Linked DNA regions of Arabidopsis thaliana: region 1 is linked to region 2. A link is a contact called in public capture Hi-C data. All regions are on one chromosome and are shown on one strand. The core of a region is the stretch at or near the end of the contact, and the rest is flanking DNA. Distances in the headings are between cores, read along the strand shown. Region 1 holds the start of NIP5;1 (NOD26-like intrinsic protein 5;1). Region 2 holds the start of AT4G10290 (RmlC-like cupins superfamily protein).

Region 1 (6,621 bases), core at 250-2,749, 54 kb after region 2:
TGGATTTCTTTTATTAGATTAAAATAAAATATGAGATATTTACTTTGTAAGGTTATAACGCTATTGTAATTTTTAGGCTTACGTAGGGTTCCTAGCCAGAAATTTTAAAACTTTTGATAACACTTTCTTAATCTTAAAATATGTAAAATATTAATGATTTTGACTGTAATTCTATTGTTAGGTTTACTGACAATATGCAATATGCGGTTATGGATCCGGATGGTGACGAATGAGTATATTGATATTACTAGCACAAACCACTTAACATACAATTTGTAGTCGATTTTCTTACGGTAATTTGGAATTATATATATTAAAAAAATAAGATATACTAAGAATTATGAGTAAAATAAAATAAAAAGAGGAAGATGGCTAACCTTGCGAGTGAGGGAGACATCAGGAGAGGGAAAATCGGTGAAGCATGTGTCATGTTGACCCCAAGTTGATCCCATCACCGGCAAGCATTTGCATCGAGGCGTTGGTTTCCGATGATCAAACGACATTGAATCCACTCTCATCCCCGTGATCAACGGTCCTCCCGGTGTTCCCGGTGTCCCCGGCGTTGGAGGAGCCATCACCATTACCGCACCCACCTCAGCCTCCGGTGGAGCCATTTCCAACGTTTTTTTTTTTGGTTTTTTTTTTGGTTTTTGTTTAAAATAAAAGTACTAAATTCTAATTTTTTTTTGTTTTTTTTTGGTGAGGGGAAATAAATTGATAGAGACGAAATTTACATGATTTGAAATTTTTATAAATTTGTGTTTACACTTGTGTTTTAAACTTCGCCAGTACCGGTTTCACCAAACACAAGTTAAAACTAGAGAGATCAATAAATGAGAAAACTCATCAATCGATCAAAAACTTTTTTTTTGTTTTTTTTTTTGAGAAGAAGAAAACGAAAATGGAGCTAGGACTTAAATTTACATGCTTTGAAAGATTTTTATAAAGCTGTTACTACGTTTTAAGAAGAAGAACAAGAAAGATAGCCACCTTAAGAAATAAAAACCAAACTCAGAAACCGAATCTTATAAAAAGCAAAGACAACACACACATAGAGAGATATGCCTACGTTAACACTGAACAAAGACTGATTCTCAAAGCTAAGGTTGTGAATAAAAAGAGAAAAGAAGTTGGAATGAAGATGATGGGTTTGGTTAGTCTTTGAGCTTATGTTATATTTATATGTGTTTGTGTTTTATATAGAAAAGAGATTATTATGCATTGAACCCAAAAAAATGAATTATAAGAAAAAAAAGTCAACTCCAATATCTTATTGCTTTTATATAACAGCTTCATTCATCTACTGACTCTCTTTTTGAGATTTTGTTGAACTGCTAAAGTCACCGGTGCTTTTGTCACAGGCAGATTCGTTACCGTTGGATCTAAGTAATTCTCTCCGTGTGTGACGGTTAGGAATTGCACATGCGCGGTGAGGGCATCACTCATTCGCCACCCCACGACCCTCCAATAATTGAATATAAAATTTCTCTTAAGTCTAGGGAAGAGCGTTTGATTCGTGTAACAATATTTAAATAGAACCAATTTCATTTTTTTTTTCATATATAAAATTAACTTAAATTTAAGTGTATATCAAATATATATATATATATATATATATTTATTTATTTAATATTCTTCACACTGATTTTTTTTCATTTTATTTGATATTTTCAATTTTTTATTATTTTAAAGTAATATTTTTTTATCTGTACAATTTGTTTTATTATTGATGCGATAATATTTAGTTAAAAATAATTTTTGTATTAAATAAAAAAGGAAATGACTTTTAATTTTGTGCCAAAATCTTAAACATCACTTATATTAAAACATAGGATAGGAAATAGGTGTTTGAGTTAAAAAAGAATTATCTTAACTAAATTTTATAATACAAGATATAACTAGTTTAGACTAACTTAAATGACTTTTTTGTCCAAAAAAAGAAAAGAAAATAAGAGATTAACTTAAATGACCTAAAGCAATCACCTTAGACATAAGTTGGCCCTTTGTGTAAGTCTAGTGAAGAAGCATTGAAAATTGACAATATTACTATCAAATAATTGACCTAAAGCAATTGCTTTAGACATAAGTTCGCTTTATCTAAATTCTTTTCAATGGGATTTTCGTCGCGATGATTCTACAATGTAAAACAGGTCCAACATAACTTAGGTCCGCAATATTTTGCAAAACTGGCATTCGATGACATGAGTAAATCTCTTGTGCTATTTCTCACGATTAAGATTTTCTTAGTTGGCCAAATGAAAACGTGTTAGTGGCTTGATTTTTTAGATTTGACATAGTTGATGGCAAAAAATAATGGATTTTCTGTGTTAAAAAGGTATTTAATGCTGTAGAATATGAAGTTTAATTCGAATAAAAGAAGTTTAATTCAAAATATATTGTGACATGATATCACATTTTATAAATATAATTGATTAACACTACTTGCAAAATGAGATATCATACAAAAAACATTAATTACACCCCTTTCTCTAATAAGTTAACATACTTAACTAAATCTATGATGACAAAAGAATACATACAATATTGTGGTATACCATATACACACAAATGACATTGTGTCACTTTGCTTATTATTCTCTTACATTAGGTACCCCAAAAAAAATGCAATTTGTACAATGCACTCTGTTTTTTTGAACAAAATAAAAGATGAAGATATATCTCTTTAATTTATTCCTATGACCTCCCCCTCTTTCCTCGTAGGTTCTTTTCTTTTTCTTTTTGTGTGTACAATTATACCGTATAATATCAAAGTGAATGATTATTCCGAAACGTGGGGAGGAGCTTCGTGAGTTGTATTATGATAATAAACAAAAAGGAGATTTGTCAAAACTCAAAGTGATTATTGTTTAGTTCTATTCAACATAAAGCAAAGCAACTATACTTGTTCCATTGATTGTGATTATTGGAATTAAATCAAATTATTAATTAAGGGTTTAATTTTTTTTATCAAAAAGGGTTTAATTACTTTAGTTACTTTAACTAGACATACAAAAAGAGATTCCTCAGACCGTCTAAATTAGCCTATTTTAGGGTAAATTTCAGACAATTGGAAAAGTAATTTAGTGGCAGGGAATGCTTGCTTTCGAATTCACCTTTCCTCGTCTTGAATCTTGATTGATGTAATTTTTTCCTTAATTATTGTTCATTAAATGCTTGCTATTGCCAGAGAGAGAGGAATCATCCTTCGTAGAGTTCATTTTTTTTTTTGCTTGTTTGATTCCTTTCGCATGTAGTACATGCAAGTGGAACATTCGAATAGAACCTCGATTATAAAACAAATAAAATAATACTTTTATAGTTGTGTTCATAAATTATGGTCTATAATTTTTTTATTTAAAAAAACTGTACATGAAGGACAAGTTTGGCAGTTAGCTCCGATATAGTTCTTAGAAGCAAATCTAGCCTCAATGGCTGTTGATATACATTATCATCCGAGTATTAAACCGATAAGATAAAATGATTTCGGATATCAGTGTTATATTGATGGTTTTTGGAAAGAAAATAACTTTTTCGTTGGATTATGATGGTTTTGTGCTTATCCAACCGATGGAACGCATGATATGGAAACTGCAAATGTTCGAAGAAGCTTAACATCACTACATGCAGAGGTAGAAACAGTAGTTTCGGTGATGAAATGTATGATCGACCAAGAGAAGCGAGAAATAGTTTTCCATACAGATAACTTAGATATGGTGAAAATCGCTTGCATGGTTGATAGGAAGCGATTCAAAACAATATGAAAGAGTTTGATTCATTTTCTTTATTTTGATTTCTGAAAATGCAAATGCAAAAACGGATAATCTAGCACGGAAATATTTTATACAACCACATTTTATCATCTATGTGAACAATATTTTTCAATATTGCTTTTGTTTGAGTCAATCTAATACAGTATATTTGTTGCAAACAAAAAAAAAAACTGTACATACAAATTAGGGATTTATTAGTTTTCTAAAAGTATAACTTCATCCAACATGTATTTTTAAATAAACCCTTTATAAAAAAATGTATATCTTAAAATATTTTTCTGAAACTTACAAATAGTTACGTTTGAAACGGTCCTTCATGTAGAGATCAAAACTAAACCAATAAATTTGCGTACTGTTAGCTAATATGGAGTGAAATGTGTAGGTTAATTTAATTCGGTCATGTAACTTATGAAATAAACTTATAAACTATATTCCATAATTTTTTTTAATAAACTTTAATATTACTTATATAGAAACGGGTTTGAACGCAACTTTTAAATGTATGTGTCAGATAGAGAAAACGGATTCATGCTTTAAACTGTTATTAATATTTTAAATATGTATAAATTAATATTATAACATTTCACATACGTAAATGTAATAAAAAGTGATACTTATGTAAATGTATTTATCTTCTTCAATAATTGTTTTTCTAAATTTTATTACATAATGAATAAATATTATGTCACTACACAAGTTAAAAAATAGATTTCTATTTTAAATGAAGCTTCTAAAAACCAAATTTCAAAATTTTCACATCGGAAACTTTTTTTCTTTTTCTTAAAGCTCATATCAGTCATATGGAAACCTATTCTTTGACTTGCCAATATTTTAAACAAGTATCTTCGCCGACCTGTATCCGGTCATTCGCATCCATGTTTAGCAGCTAGTGAGCTACCATGACCACTTGCCACTTCTTGCCATTATTGATGACCACCATTAACAATTATAGTAAATCGTCTAGCCGAAACTATAGAAATATATGTCATCAATAGCTATATATAATATATAACTAATCCGCTGATTAGAAATCAATCAAATGGGTTCAATGTCTTTTACTGTTTTAGAGACATAAGAAATTCATCTTTACCTGAAAACTCTTTTGTTGTTTTGCAATCGAAAACACCAACCTCTATTATTAGGTTAATTATAGGCCATTTGCAAAGAAAGAAAAAATGCTAATTAAGTATGTCATACAGTAATATTCAATGACCATATGTTATTATAAACCCTTGCATGATACATTAAATTATACTAAGATATTAATTGAATAATGGAAATAATTGCATGATCTCTGTTCCGGATGTTGTTTTATAGTAACAATTTACATAAGTTTGAATATTTTTTTTTAAAAAAAAGTAATGGAATAATGAAATAATTGCATGAGCTCTGTTTGGGTGTTGTTTTATAGTAATTAGATTGGATTATTTTTTTTCGTTCATAAGTCACTATTGGCTTTGTTTTCGTGCTAAGTGATTTGGAGATATATATTTTTGTGATGAATTTAGTATATGACCAAAATCTAACCCAAAACAACAAGAGTATGACTCAAAAAAACTTTCAAGAATATTTTTTTTTTTCCTGTTATTTTTTTCTTAAAAAATGGCTACTACCTGTTATAAATACAAGAGTAAAATCGTAGGGACTGAGTACCAAAAGAAAGTGCTCGAAGAATGGTTACTTAGAAAAGAAGTCTAATTAATAAGCAATGTTACAAAACAGTAACAACCACGCATCGAACAAACCATTAACTATGAATGAGAAGCACACGGGATTACAAATAAAAAGGAATTTTGAATTTTCATATGTCACTTGAATTGGCTAGAAAAATACATCACCTCTATTTGAGGAAATATTTCTAATTTATATGCAACGTTACAACTTACAAATGGTAACCACGAGTGGAACAAAAAAGTTGAAATGAGAGAACAGTAGAATGAAATATTATTATCCTGTAATTTCACATTCATGATTGATTCCACTTACCTAAACCTTTGCGGATATAAAATTTGAATTAGTGATAAACTATATTTTGGTGCGGTCCATAAAATAGAAATCCAAAAGACAAGTTTCCCATACCATAAAGGTCGAGACATACAAAAGTCACTTCAGACATAATGATGTGATGACTTTGTCTATTTTCTCAACCATCCAAAATGGCCGTGAGAATTGAGACCCCTCTTGACCTTACATCACATTTATTCACTATTTAATCCAACTCCATTCAATATGATTCTCTATTCAATTATTCAACTCTTCGTTCATTTTCCCTACTCGCATGCATCTCTGTCTTTTTGACTTAGAACCAACCTATTGGGGTTCCTATTTTATCAAATCATAGCTTTTTGATCAAGTATCGAATTATACTATTTTCTCCATTTTAGCATCACAAAAACTTGCAATTTTCTTTGCTGTGATATATGAACTAATGATTCTTAAGACACTAATTAACAAGTCAAGAAATGAGCCTATCATTTAGGTTGAGCCATTCTCTTAGAGAACTCACAACTAAAAATTACGTTTAACTACACATGAGACTATATTACCGTACATAAAATAAAGTTTCGTGTATTTATAGTCTCAAAATCACTAGTTTCTCACTATACTGGTTCATGTTAATCTTATAGCGTGCCACATGGGCGCGGTTAACTCCGATCAACCCGTGGACCTTTGAACCTGGCCCACTTAAACTAAGAAGTAAGAACCATGGGTGTTAGATAATCTGGGAGGTTGTTCCACAAAAAAGGTTGATCTCACAACCCACAAGGTGTTTAAAAGCTAAATCAACCAGGTACATTGTCGTGCATGTGTGTCATTACCAAAAAGGCCATCATGTTGATGGAGACGAGTA
Region 2 (7,086 bases), core at 3,266-5,765:
GTTTGCAGCGTATGTGTCGTTACAAAATTGAAAATCATTGTCCACGACCATACATGACTGCACAGCTTGGTGTTTGATAATTCAAGGAAAAAGCCATATAAAGGTTCTATTTCTTAATCTTACATTTTGGAAGAAATCAAATCATTGATTTAAGAAATAATATGTAAGCTTGGATGCTAGAGCTTTAGGTGATCCTATGGCCAGATTAGGATATTGATTTAACTTTGTTCTTACTGCTACTCAACATTGATTGTCTGGTATTAAGTTGTAAAAGAGTAATTTGACTTATCCATTTGTGTTGATATAATTGGTCATTATAATGTGATTAGTCAATAGAAAACCTTAGAGTACATAATATCAAACTTTTAACTTTGTTAATTTCTTTAGGCGAGTGGGTGAATACATCAGTTAGACTTGCTTTTGCACATCATGTGATCATCGTTATTGATGTCATCCAAAGAAATCTGTCCATTCATACGCAAACATGAAGGTACTGTTGTTTGGACACTCCTTACTTTAAAACCCCACCTTAGTTTGCAAGTCATTACTTGACTAATTTACTTTAAAAACAAAATTTAGGTTAGGAACATTGTGTCAGATCCTATTTTCGATACAAGTGGGAACATCCAAGTCAACAAACCTACAATGGGGTACCAAATTTTATTAATCGTCTACTCCTTGTTACGTTGGACATGATTTTTTGGATACTTTCTTACATTTTTTCCTTATTGAAGGTCGTGTTTCTTATGGTTTTTCTGACCATCTTCATTTCTACTTCAACTCAATCAGAACATTTTGGAGAGGCTTCCTGCATCCCAATCATTGAAAGATCCCCAAACTGAAAAAAAATTCTAATGAGCAAATGAAGGTCTACATGTACACTAAATTATCTTTATGATTTACAGTCCTTGTAATATTGGACAGTATTTTTTGGATAGATATTTAAATAATCTTCTTATTGGAGGCATCGCTTTTTGTTGGTGATCTAGTATTTGATATCAGTTCCAAACTTGACCAACATACTCAATCATCTCCCACACATAATCCCAAAGTTGGGTTATCTCCAATGGAAGTATTTCTTATCATCTACAACTGTCTATCGATGCACTCTATCTATCATTTGTAAATATGTCTTAGTAAAGTATAATAATTTCACAACATCATTATTATATCTTTCAGTATAAAATCTCTCTCTATCAAGATATGGATCTACACGATGTTGTGGATAATCAGGTAGGCATAAAATTAAATAACTAGAACATGTATATTTATTATTACTGAAAAGCAGTCAATTTTTACTACAACATTCTTAGTTCTATTATTAATTGTTTACAGAAAACATAAGATTGCTATCAAAGTCTTGTTAGTTATGTTGTGAAACCAATCTCTGAAGACCTAACATAACGCAAGTTAGTTATGTTTGCAGACAAATCCATCTTCTCGTCCGTTTAATTGTTATATGATCGGACGGTCATTATTTCTCATTAACTTCTATTTAAACTGCAAATCTTACCACGTTCATTTGATCCGAATTAACCCATTATTCTACACGTGTTTGGTACACACAATTACAAACCAAAACCAATGACCGGTTATTCTTCTTTTCGTGATTCAGTTTATTTGGGGTATAATGGTCTATTTTCACTCCAAAAACAAAGAAAAGTGTCTCAACCTTGGAAAGTGCCTGTTTTGTCTAAACTTTTTCCCAAAGTGCCTTATTACGGAACATTCCCTATATAATTAGGTTTGCTCATTTTACGAGATTGTAAATGTATTTTGGTTTGTTTCACAATGTTTGTTTTAATTTAATGCCGAAATTTAATACAAATAAGTCAAAAATTTCAAATTTTGGTTGTTTTAGATTTAGTCAATATTGTAGGTGAGATAAGGAAAAAATAATTTATTGTGTTTCGCGTGACATATGAGATTGCCATATATTTTGAATCTTTTTGGTTTGTTACACAATTAATTTCGTAAAAAAATTAAACCATTAATTAAAAAAGAATTAAATAATTAAAATTCAGTATTAACCATTGTAAATAAGTCTTAACTCCAGGATTTATTTCACAAAATGCCTGCAAAAATGTATATGTAGATGATGTACAAAATTAATACATGTTCTACTCTTTATAATTAAAAAAATTCCCACACATAATTACTTTACAATTACCTTTTAATTAAAAAATGTTAAAAATATGATGATTAAAAAAAATTGGTTAATATAAAATAACTTCGTAAAAAAATTGGTTAATATATAATAACTTCACTAAACGAAATTATCAAATAAAATATTTTTTTGTTAGCAAACAATTATCAAATAAAATTTAAGTGGTATTTATGGAATAATATTTTTATATTAGTAAAAATAAAAAGCTTGGAAAAAAGTAAGTAAGTAATAACTGGGCATTTTTCATAAAGGCCATTAATATGTTTCTTTTAAATGTTGTGGCCGATGTTTCTAATATGTTTTTGCCTCATAATGGTGTTTTGTGAAACAAATTAAAGGATTCTAAAATGAAGACAATTACAGGTTTGAACCAAATCCCAAGGTAAAGACATATATTAGATCAAGATTTAAAACAAACTTATATAGGTCTAGCTGCCTTATGAAGTAAAAAGATTTAAATCCATTAATTTATGCTTTTTAAGGTAACTCAGATTCTTCAATCTCAGACTCTCTATAATAACGTTTCTTCACATCTTCAATTACATCGACAAAAACATTCATGTCTTGAGGAAACACAACCAAATCCCCTGCCACAAATTCTAAGGCTTCTCCTTCTTTGTGATGGTCTTCTACTTTCACTTTCAATTTCCCCTCGACGAAGTACATTGTTTCTGTCTTCTTAAATTTCCATGGAAATTTGCGAGGCATGCTTTCCCATCTGCTTAAGTTTGATCTCACAGTTAGTTAGTCAACCATACATGTACATATGACTCATGACTTCAAATGCAACTTATTTTAAGGTTGATCAGTGTTTCAGTTTCTTTTCCTAAACTAATGTTCGAGCACATAGGCTTAACACCTGCCATATAGCAAAAATATATATATTTCTTCGTTTATTTTCTTTTTGGAAAGACTAACACAATAGCATATATTTAAGGTATCAATCTTGGTGGTTTCATTTGATCAATATGAAAAGGCAGTCGCTAGAAACATTTCAACAAAAGTTTCGATGTGATGTAGTACAATTTACGAGTAATCTTTCAAAATTTGCTAGTTAATGATCGGGAATTTATCTTTCTCAGAAACTTTCAAAGATTTTTGATGATCCATTCATTGAAAATCTATATAAAAACATTTATGACGGACTTATACGTAAATCTCTAAAAATTCCGTCAAAAATCAAAAATATTTCTTGTTGTAGGACCTAACTAAATGAATATCAGTATATAGATTATTGGGACAAGAAGTCAAGATGTTGTTGGAAAGTTCTCATCGTCAATTTTATCATTGTTTTACCTTCATGGATTTAATGTTGTTCCAATATTATAGATGCAAATCAACACACACGTACATAACTATGTTTCTGTTATTGAATTAATACATAATTATTAAAACAATAATTTACTTATGATCTCTTCTTCTTCTTACGTGAATGAACGTAAGCTGATAGAGACTTGCGATATCGCAATCTCCTAAGACATAATTATGCCCCTACTTTGATGTAAGTAGATTCTATGGGTGTTTATCTTACAATATACAACTATCAATCTCTGTATTAACACCTTACAAAATCCTAACAAATCTACTTTGAGTTTCTGATAAATTAATTTTGGAGAAGAAATAGATTTTTCTATCGTATCTTCCTCTTTGTTGTGATGTCTTTTCACAACCAATCGTACATGTGTATTTTCCTTAATCGACACATCTCTTTGTTTTTATGTAAATATTCATATGTTTATGTATACAATATAATAAACTCCAACAATACCCCACATTTTCTTATTCAAACTCAATATTTAAATGATAAGAATACTGATTCTCAGGTTATGTCGAAATTTTGGTTTAAATCTCATGGTTAACAAAAACAAATGAAAATCCTAAAGTAATAGAAAATGATGTAACTTGCGAAATTAGATCAACATTAACATACCATGACTCTTGACCTCCATTCCATAGGAATACTAAGGCAATTAGTGTCCCATGATAATTTTATGTATTTTTAATCGTTAAGGGATAAAAATACTATTTAAAACTCTAATTTCTATATATTTTATGCCATTGAAATGAAATTTATATAAATAAAAAAAAGAAATCAAAAGTATAGGAAAGAAGACCGACAATTGCCAAGAGGTAACCCCGAGTTCAGCAAGCTTAGCATCCGAAGTTTGTCTCATGACCTTGACTCCATGAATTTCAGTGGGAACCTCAGGAGCGAATATCGAATCATGATTAAGTTCCATAGTTGAAACTCAAACTAAATGATGAACAAAGAAGAGATGAATATGTGTTGTTTCATAAAAGATGTGTCCATATTTAAAACCATCGCGTAACAACGATAGTAGGGTAACATTGCCGTAAATGAAATAAGGTTGTACGTCCTGATAATAACACATTGAACTACATGACAACAGAGAGAAAGTTGTGGTTGCTATAATTCTAGTACTCGTAAATAGTGCCGTCCCATGTTTTTAGTGTGGCTAGTACTGATTTTTTTAGGGACACCGAAGATATTAATACAATCGAAATATTTGTAATGTCACTATAGAAAAAGGACGAAATTAATTGAGACTCTCCCGACACATGAAAAATCTCATGAATATAATTTTGATGTTGTCGTTATCAGTTTTTGATTGTGTTAAATATGTAAAGTAGATAGATGATAAAATTCACAAGATTGTTATACGAGTCCTATATTTCATGCAGGTCGCAAGGACATGATGAATTTTATAGAATAAGTAGATGTTATCCATTATAAATTACTTGAGAAATACTCTTAGTCAAACCAATCAAAATACCACAACATGTCATATCATACTATATTTAAAATAAATAAAAATTAAAATAATAAAACACAACAAATTCAGGAAACAAAATCTCTATAAACCAAACCGACATGTAATTCAATTTAATTGTAAAAATCTAAATTCTTATCATTTTTATAAACCCAAACTGACATATAATTTTGTTTAATTATAAAATTTAAACCCTAAACCTTGTTGTTATAAACTCAAATCGATATACAATTTTTTTTGAATTGTAAAATTTGAACCCTAAATCTTAAGAGCTGGTGAATAGTAGAGATTCACCGCTAGGAGTGAATCCAATAATTATTTTTTATAAAAATATTATCCTCTCGTATTATTAACAAAAATGTCACGGTGAAATGTCGTTCACAAAGCGATTATCAACCCAATTTTACTAGGATATTTACAGATTTTGTCATTAGTCTTATATTTACAATTACACATAAATAAATAAACAGAATTTCAATTAAAAAGCAATTAATCTTTCAAAAAGTTTAAAATATATTACATGTTTCTTAACACATATAAATCTCATATATTAATCAATAATATAAGAATTTTTGTAACAAAGACTACAATGCATTTACTTAATCATAAAAATTGAAATATGAAAAAAGAAGAAAAGAAAACAAAGAAGAGAGTTTTGAGTTTTTCTTCGGAAATGAATTAAAATCTCTCAAGTTTTTTCTTTGAAAATGGATAAAATCTCTCAAAAACTGGATTCTCTAATTTTGTATTTAGAAAAACCAAATTTGTAAAATCCTGAATGGCTATAGTATAGATTTTTGGAAAAACTGAATCTACTTACAAACTAATATTGAAGGCTTTAGTTTTCCTAGAAATGTTTTTTAAGAAAAACTTTTTGTTCCCATTTAAGTTTTTTAGTTTTTTAATTATCATTTCTACGAGAATCCATTTTTTGCTCTACATTAGTATTTTCTTAAAATCATTCATGGTTTTAGGCTTGTCCCTGCCCAACATGAAAACTATTTTTTTTTGTGAAAATCTAATAAGCTTCTCTCTAAAAAATATTTGTTGTTTAAAAATCAAAGTTTTTCTAAGTGTCGATCAAATGCAAAAAATCCTCTTAAAGAAAGAGAAAATCCTCTGAATCAAGTGTGAAAAGTCATCTTAATCTAATGAAGAATGTGAGTTTTTTTTTTTATTATTTTGAAAAGAGTCAAAATAACTCATAAATTGAGTTCTAATTGTTTTTGTTTGTAGAAATCACAATCAAATTGAGGAGAGTTTGTCTAAGAATCCATGTGATATGCGACTAAGAAAATGCTCCAATTCTCCCTCATGATTTCAATGTTTCACGATTAATCTGAGTCCCGTCTCAAACATTTTGACAACCTTAGGCAAAACAAAAAATAGGCATTTTATTTAGACCATGCCAATAAAATACACAAAACTAAATTGTGGTTTTATATTTATAAATTTGTTGGTATTTTATCTTAAACATTTTTTTGATATTGACCCTTTTTATAACTTTTTCTGATTTTTTTCAAATCTTACAGCAAAAAAAAATAATTATAGGTCTTTTTAATTTTGGACCTTACACAAATGTTTATGCTGTCATGGATCATAGACGGCCTAATTGATTCTCATGTTTTGAGAACTTTCTCCAATCCCATGAGAATGGCTACTCTAGATAAATTACAGTTGAACTTGTAGTATCAGATGAAAAACATTTCATTCCGTACATAGTATGGATAAACTACCTAGTATATTAGTATACATGATGAATTTGATAAACATCTTTTTAAGAGGTCTTCTTAAAAAAATACAGTAATTTTAACTTTGTAATTAGATAATAGAGTAGTTTTAAATTTTTGTTAGTTTTTGTGTAGTCTCTTATGAATAGTTTTTGTGAAAGTGAAGAAAAAAAAGACGAAATTGCTTTTATCTCTAATATTTATATATATAACTTCATGGATAAGATTCACAAGTGAAAGTTTCAAATAAAATAGCCAAAGATGTGTGCAACTTCGTAATTACATAAAAATGTGGAGCATTTCCGAATAAGTCCAAATATGTGGAGCAATTCATAAAATACCCGAAGATGTGGAGCACTTTCGTCAATAACAAAAGATGTGAGGGCAATTTCATAAT

Evidence for each region. Capture Hi-C pulls out chosen DNA fragments and counts their contacts.
Region 1: a contact with region 2 is called in a capture Hi-C map of shoot, with 2.2 times the contacts expected there. A contact is called at or near these places in 3 of 26 Hi-C or Micro-C datasets (leaf, rosette leaf and shoot) and 2 of 3 other capture datasets (seedling and shoot).

Annotation. Positions count from the first base shown.
Region 1 is chr4:6,433,897-6,440,517 of TAIR10.1, forward strand. It overlaps NIP5;1 (NOD26-like intrinsic protein 5;1), which reads right to left and starts at 1,500. Exons shown (of 4, transcript NM_117106.3): 1 at 378-1,500. The coding sequence starts at 614.
Region 2 is chr4:6,377,314-6,384,399 of TAIR10.1, forward strand. AT4G10290 (RmlC-like cupins superfamily protein) reads right to left here and starts at 4,516. Exons shown (of 2, transcript NM_117097.3): 1 at 4,286-4,516; 2 at 2,388-2,885. The coding sequence starts at 4,407. The coding sequence ends at 2,645.